2 separate regions of the Muntiacus reevesi genome follow, and region 2 is linked to region 1. The links are chromatin contacts, called in public Hi-C maps. All regions are on one chromosome and are shown on one strand. Each heading gives the region's core, a stretch centred on a gene start, on an enhancer-like site or on the middle of the called end of the contact. The rest is flanking DNA. Distances are from core to core; before and after follow the strand shown. Region 1 holds the start of ATOSB (atos homolog B). Region 2 holds the start of TESK1 (testis associated actin remodelling kinase 1).

Evidence for each region. Hi-C and Micro-C count contacts between places; a contact is called where the count stands out from the background.
Region 2: a contact with region 1 is called in a Hi-C map of muscle, with 2.9 times the contacts expected there. The contact joins the promoter of TESK1 here to the promoter of ATOSB in region 1. A contact is called at or near these places in 2 of 3 Hi-C or Micro-C datasets (blood and muscle).

Annotation. Positions count from the first base shown.
Region 1 is chr17:55,359,084-55,362,082 of mMunRee1.1, reverse strand. It overlaps ATOSB (atos homolog B), which reads left to right and starts at 1,579. Exons shown (of 9, transcript XM_065908279.1): 1 at 1,579-1,693.
Region 2 is chr17:55,756,929-55,759,927 of mMunRee1.1, reverse strand. It overlaps TESK1 (testis associated actin remodelling kinase 1), which reads right to left and starts at 1,458. Exons shown (of 10, transcript XM_065908132.1): 1 at 186-1,458; 2 at 1-62. The coding sequence starts at 404.

The DNA.
Region 1 (2,999 bases), core at 330-2,829:
AGAGAGAAGGCTTCCGAGACAATGCAACTCGCAGGAAGGGAAGTTTATTACTGATTCGAGTCAGGACTCCCTGCCGCAACCAACTCAGTAGTGCGGGTCAGAGAGCCCCGAGCCCAAGCTGTTATAGAGTGAGAAGCGGATTGGTTACACGTTTGCAAAACAATTTCATTGGTCAATACTTTCGCGCAGGCGGGACTTTCCTGGGGGTTTCCACCCCGTTCCTAATTTCCTAATTGGCAAACATCGGTGAAAGCTAATTGGTCCTAATTGGCAAACAGTGGTCATTGTTAAGCGAAAGCTACCTGATAGTAGGAAGGCCTCCTCCTAATCTAAGTTACGTTACTTCTGCTCGCCTCACAGTTAACTACTCACAGAAAGAAAGTCACAGAGATCTAAAGAATCTGAGACTTTGAGAGAACTTTACTAGGTCCAGTCCATCACACAGCCACCAATACCTCCGGCTCCATCGAGAAGCTCACTAGAGCCACTCAGCTCTGCAAGGGACTTGTGCTGCCATCTACCGGTAGCTCGTAAGCGTCGCCCTCCCCTGGACATACCTTGGGAACTCATGGGGCTCCCGGGAAGTGGAAGACTCAAGCGCTAATTAAATTACAGAACGTGTGTGACAGTCACACAGTCCAGTCGACACTTAGACAAAGCAAAGGCTCTGCTTTGGCTCATGAAGTTCACAGACTTCTCGCTGACCTACCTCACAGCTACAGACGTAACTCTTCCTGCCTGTCTGCTGCTCGCCGTAGGTAACAGAAACTGCACTTCCTCACAGATTTGAGGCTCCCGCCAACCAGATTTCCGCATTTTCACAGAATTCTGAAGCTTTTTGCACTACTCTGCAAACCCTACAGATCTCCCCCACTAGGGCAAACACGCGCGCTAACCCAGACGCCTTCACTGAGAGGCTCAAGTTCCGCAGGCAGCTCGCACCAGCTAGAAAGCCTGGGAGGGCTCCAACCAGGTTCGGGCGCCCGCAAGCGAGCGCTCTGGCGCAGGTTCTGGCTCCCCAGCTCCAGCCGGATCCGGTCAGCCCGGGCCAGCGCCCTGCGGGCTGAGGCCCCGCCCCCTCAGACCTGTCATCACAGAAGCCGCACGTGGCCGGGGTGGGCCCTCAGGCGACCTGCAGCCGTCACTTTGCCTCCTCCGCCATCCACTGGGGCCACCGCCGCCAATCAAAACCAGCGGCTCCGGGCTGCCGCGCCAGCGCCGGGGTGAGGCCAGCCAGAGGAGGGGCGGGGGGAGGAGAGGCTCCGAGATGGGAGGGGGCTAGCTGTGGAAGCGAGCCTGGCACCGGTTCTGCCAGCCTGGAATCCGAGGGGGCGGATCCGAGTGAAAGGCGAGGACCAGGAGGGGGCGGGGACCAAGGGTGGGGCGGGGACCGGGGTGGGACGAGAGACGAGCAGAGGTTCAATGTGGAGACGCCAAGACAAGAAGGGGCGGAGCCAGGAAGGGCAGGACCTGAATTACAGGGGAGGAGCCCCAGGAATTAAAGAAACTGGGAAAGGGGACGAGCCCGGGGAAGGTGGGAGGTGGGACCACGGAGAGGGTGGGTCGTGTCGTTGCGGGGGCGGGGCTCGGACCCAAGGGGCGAGGTTTGCAGGCCGAGGCTGCAGCTAGGGCAGCTATGTAACTGCTCCCATCCACTACCTCCCCGGTTGCCACGGGACTCACGGAACTACAGGTGTGGGGCGGGGGCGCCTGGAAGAATGGACAAGTACGGGGGTGCGCTTGGCTAGACGTGAGGAGGGAGGATCACGGCAGGGAGGGAGAAGATCTGGAGAAATGCTGGGGTGGGGGTGGAGTGAAACAGCTGGGAGAAGAGGAGGGGGCTCAGTGTTTGGGCTAAGAGGTGCATTCTCCGGTACCCTTGTGGGGGAAGGGCGGGAGTGCTTTGTGAGGCTGGGAAGTACAATGTGAGGGGTGAGCTGAAGTGAAGCGTTGGAGATGATACTTGAGGGGGAGGGGATATGAAGGCGCTTCAGGGGGAGAGTGGAGGGGGCGTTGTGGATGGAGATGGGCTGGTGGTCCAGAGTGTGGGAGGGACTGTGTGGAGGAAGAAGGTATGGGGGCTGTGGGCACTGTGTCGAGGGGAAGGGGCTGCAGGCCCCAGCTGAGGAGGGAAGAACCCCTAGGGCCTTGGGAAAGTCTGGAGGCTTTGTAGAGACTCCAGGAAGAGGTTTCTGTACTGTGTCTCGGGGATAAGAGTGATGGGATTAGTGGGGTGAAGAAGCCAGTCTGTACTGTTCCTGGCTCCTCAGCTCCTAACTCCACCTTCAGGCCTGAGCATTCAGAGAGGATGCAGGCCCCACTTGCTACTAGAGCTTGAGTGACTGTCTCAGTCGGCTTTGGATCTGTCTGGCTGAGACTGGGATATTTTTCCCTTAGCTGGTGTCCCTGGGGACCCTCCCCTCTTAGGTTCCGGGTAACCCCTCACTGGTTCCTGTTCCTCCTAGAAGCTTGCCTTAGTCCCTGTCTTTCCCCTCCTCCCCCGCTTTGCCCTGCCCTTCTGCTCTGGGTGTGCTCATTCCCCACTTCCTTCCTCGCCTGGGGCCTGGCCTGGTCCTTGCCTGTCCCGGAGCTGTGCCCTGCCCCAGACTTTGTACTCAGTGCCCAGAGACCTAGGTAACCAGCTGCAAGGCCCAGACCTCACCCTCACTACTACCAAGGGCTCTCCCAGCAGCCCCCAAGTGAGTGGTAGACACATTTTTACCACTTGTCACAAACTGATTTCTGCACACTTTTCCTTCTCCTGGGTAGGGAACCCTAATTCCCTCAAAAATTCTGGGCTTCTGTGGGAGAGGGAAATGATGAAAAGTACTGAGGGTCTGCGATGCATGCTTTGAGAGGTGAGCGACTATTGTTGGCTGAACTGGGAAGGGAGGTTCCAGTCTCCACTGGGGGAGGGACAGGGAATGGCTCCCCAGCCTCCTGGCTTGGAATCTGTCCATCTGAACCAGACTAGGGCCTAGTCTCTGATTCCCTGAGGG
Region 2 (2,999 bases), core at 209-2,708, 400 kb before region 1:
CGGTTACTGGGGAGCCTGTTCATTTTCAGCACCATGACTTGCCCTGACTGTCGGTGCCGAACCTGCGGGCGATAGCGGATGGCTAGTCCCGCGCAGGTCGGGAAGACTGCCAGGGTCCAGGCCCCTAGTTCCAGCCTCGCGTCTGAGGCTCGGTCCTGCCCCTCTGCCCTCTCTGCTGGTCCTACCTTGTAGACCTCAGAGAAGAAGCCGGCCCCGATCTTCTCGGCGCAGTGGAAATCGTCCACGCGTGCCAGGCTGGACACGGCGCTGCGGAGAGCCCGGTAGGAGGAGGGGCGGCCCCGGCCCGGGCCTCCTCCCGCGCCCCCCGGCCCCGGGGGCCCCTCCCCCGGCGCCTCTCCAGGCCCGGGCCCAGGGCCCCGTAGTGGGGGCCGTTCCCCGGCCATGGCCGGGCCCCCAGGCCGGGGCCTGCCTCACATGGCAGGGTCCCCGGGCCCCGGGCAGGCCGCGCTCGCCATGGGAGCGGGCCCAGACGGATCAGGGGCGCCCGGGATCCCGCTCCTGCCCTAGAGAATAGAAGATTCGCCGAAGATCCTGGGCCCGCCCCCGCCTCGCCGGCTCGCTGGGCCCGGGTGGACGCCGCTCCGCTCCGCTCTGCGCAGGGCCTGGGCCTGGGCCTGGGCCGGGCGGTGGAGGTGGCGCTCCCGGGCGCCGGCGGGCAGGCGGGCCGGCTCCCCGCAGGCGGAGGCGGGCGGGCGGGCGGGCGGGCGGCGGCCGCGCCGCTTCGCCGCTGGGGCTCAGGCTCCGCGGCCTGCCGGGGGCGGGGCTGAGCCGGGCCTCCGATTAACTCCTTCGAGCCTGGCCGCCGGGCAGCGGCCACGCCCCCTCAGGTGCGCACCCGGCAACCGGAAGCCACTGTGCCCTAGGCCAGTGGGTCTGGGGCGTCGGGGTCAAATGAGGTCAGGCCTGAGCTGAATAACTGAAGGGAATTAAGGGCTGCGTACGCGCAGTTCAAATGTCTTTTAACTGCCCTGGGAGTCCTTTCTCCTCTCCCTCCTTCGGGTCAGTGGCGGTTGACAACTCGGCTTAGGGAGCCGCGCGATTCCCGGGCTCAAAGGACCCGCAGGGCTGAAAAATGGATCCTTTTGGCCCAGCCACAATCGGAGGTGGCCCAGCAACCTACCTACCTTCCCAGCCTCCGCCCTGGCCCAGCCTGCCCATTTCCCAGGTCTCGACCTTTACACCTTAAACCTCCGGACTCCCTGACACTTTCTACCTTCTCGGGGGGTGGTGATGCCCCGAGACTGCAGCGAGCCCTCGGCCAGCCCGTTCCAAGTGTGGCCCCGCCTCCTCATCCATCCCGCCTCCCTCGAATAAAGTTCAGATTCCAGAGCCTCGTCAAGCGACCACCCAGCCTGCACCTTCCTTTTTACTATTTCGTCCGAATGCCCTTCTCTCTCAAAAGAGAGGACTCCACCTGTAGAGACGCCCCTCTAAGCGCAAGATCCCACCCCTTAGCAAAACCCCGCCCCTCAAGGAACGCTTTCCTTCGGAGGCTTCTCCCCGTGAGGCCGCTCAGTATGACACCGCCCGCCAGCGCCAGTGGGTACCAGAACCCCTCGGAGTGACAACCCTCCTAGGTGTGTTCCTCCTGCCCAGCGAGACCCCACCTCTCAGAGTGACTCCACCAGCCATTGTGACCCCTCCTCTCGACCTGACTCCTCCCCTCAGTGTGGCCCGTGTCAGAGTGACCCCTCTAGACAGGTACCGCCCCCGTTACGTAGGAATCGGGTCTGCCGGCCCGGGCGGGCGGAAGTTCTGCCAGCGGCCGCTAGAGCGGCGCGAGGTCCCGAGTGCGCGCGCACCGCCTCAGGAACGCTGCGCTCGCCGTACCCAACGCTTTCTCTTCTCGCTGGCTCCGCCCCCTGTCCCCGTCGGTATAGCCAATCATCGCCTGGGATGGGTGACGTCACCCGATCCCGGTGACAGGTCTGGGAAGAGCGGTGGTGGGCGTCGGTGAGCCGCTTGCCACCTAGCGGCGCAGCGGAGGCCGGCAGGAGCGGAGGCTGCGGGCCTGCGGCGAAACAGTCTGCGACAGAGCTTTGAGGGAGCGAGTCTGAATTCTTTTCAGAAACTCTAAAGTGCTATTTTTATTTCTGTGATAAGCTAAAAAGAAAGTTAATTGCACAGTCCGCATCCGTGTGGGTGACTACCTTCTAACAGAGTCTTATCCCATGTTTATGGAGTGAGAGCCTCGTACTACTTAATTGTTAAGAGCTAATGAGAAACGAATAAAGCAATCTTAAATTATAAACAGTGCAGGAGGGTCGAGAGAAGGTCTCGGTACAAGGGAAGTTTTCGCACAAGGTAGGAGAAAGAGCCAGAGTGATTCACAGTCCTTCCACTGCCGGTATAGACAGGCCATATGCATCATGTTCATTCCTCCAGAGGCAATTTTGTCTCAGCAAAACAAGCTCATTTGTCACATTAAATGTTAACATCTACAATATTTCTTTTGTAAGTTTGCTTTCTGTAGTTGTTTAAGATCTGTGAAAAGTGAAAGTGTCACTCAGTCGTGTCCCACTCTTTGTAATCCCATGGACTGTAGCTCCTCTGTCCATGGAACTCTCCAGGCAAGAATACTGGAGCGGGTTGCCACTCCCTTCTTCAGGGTATTTTCCCAACCCAGGGATGGAACCCTGGTCTCAGTATTACAAGCAACTTCTTTACCATCTGAGCCGCCAGGGAAGCCCAATAAACACTAGGAATTTATGCTTCCTTTTGTTTAAGCAATATAATATTTTAATCTACTCGTGTCTGACCCTTTATCCAAGTTTCAGAATATCCATAGTTGGTAATAGTAATTCCAAGCATAGGAGCCAGGTTGCCCATTTAGACAGATTACTGTAGTGGTTGTGTGGAGGCAGGAAGACTGATTAACAAGGCAGCGCTGATGATGCTTCATTGAGAGGCTGAGGGACTGAACTAGGATAAGGATGATAGGAAAGGGGAGGGAGAAACATTCAGCTAGAATGGGAAAG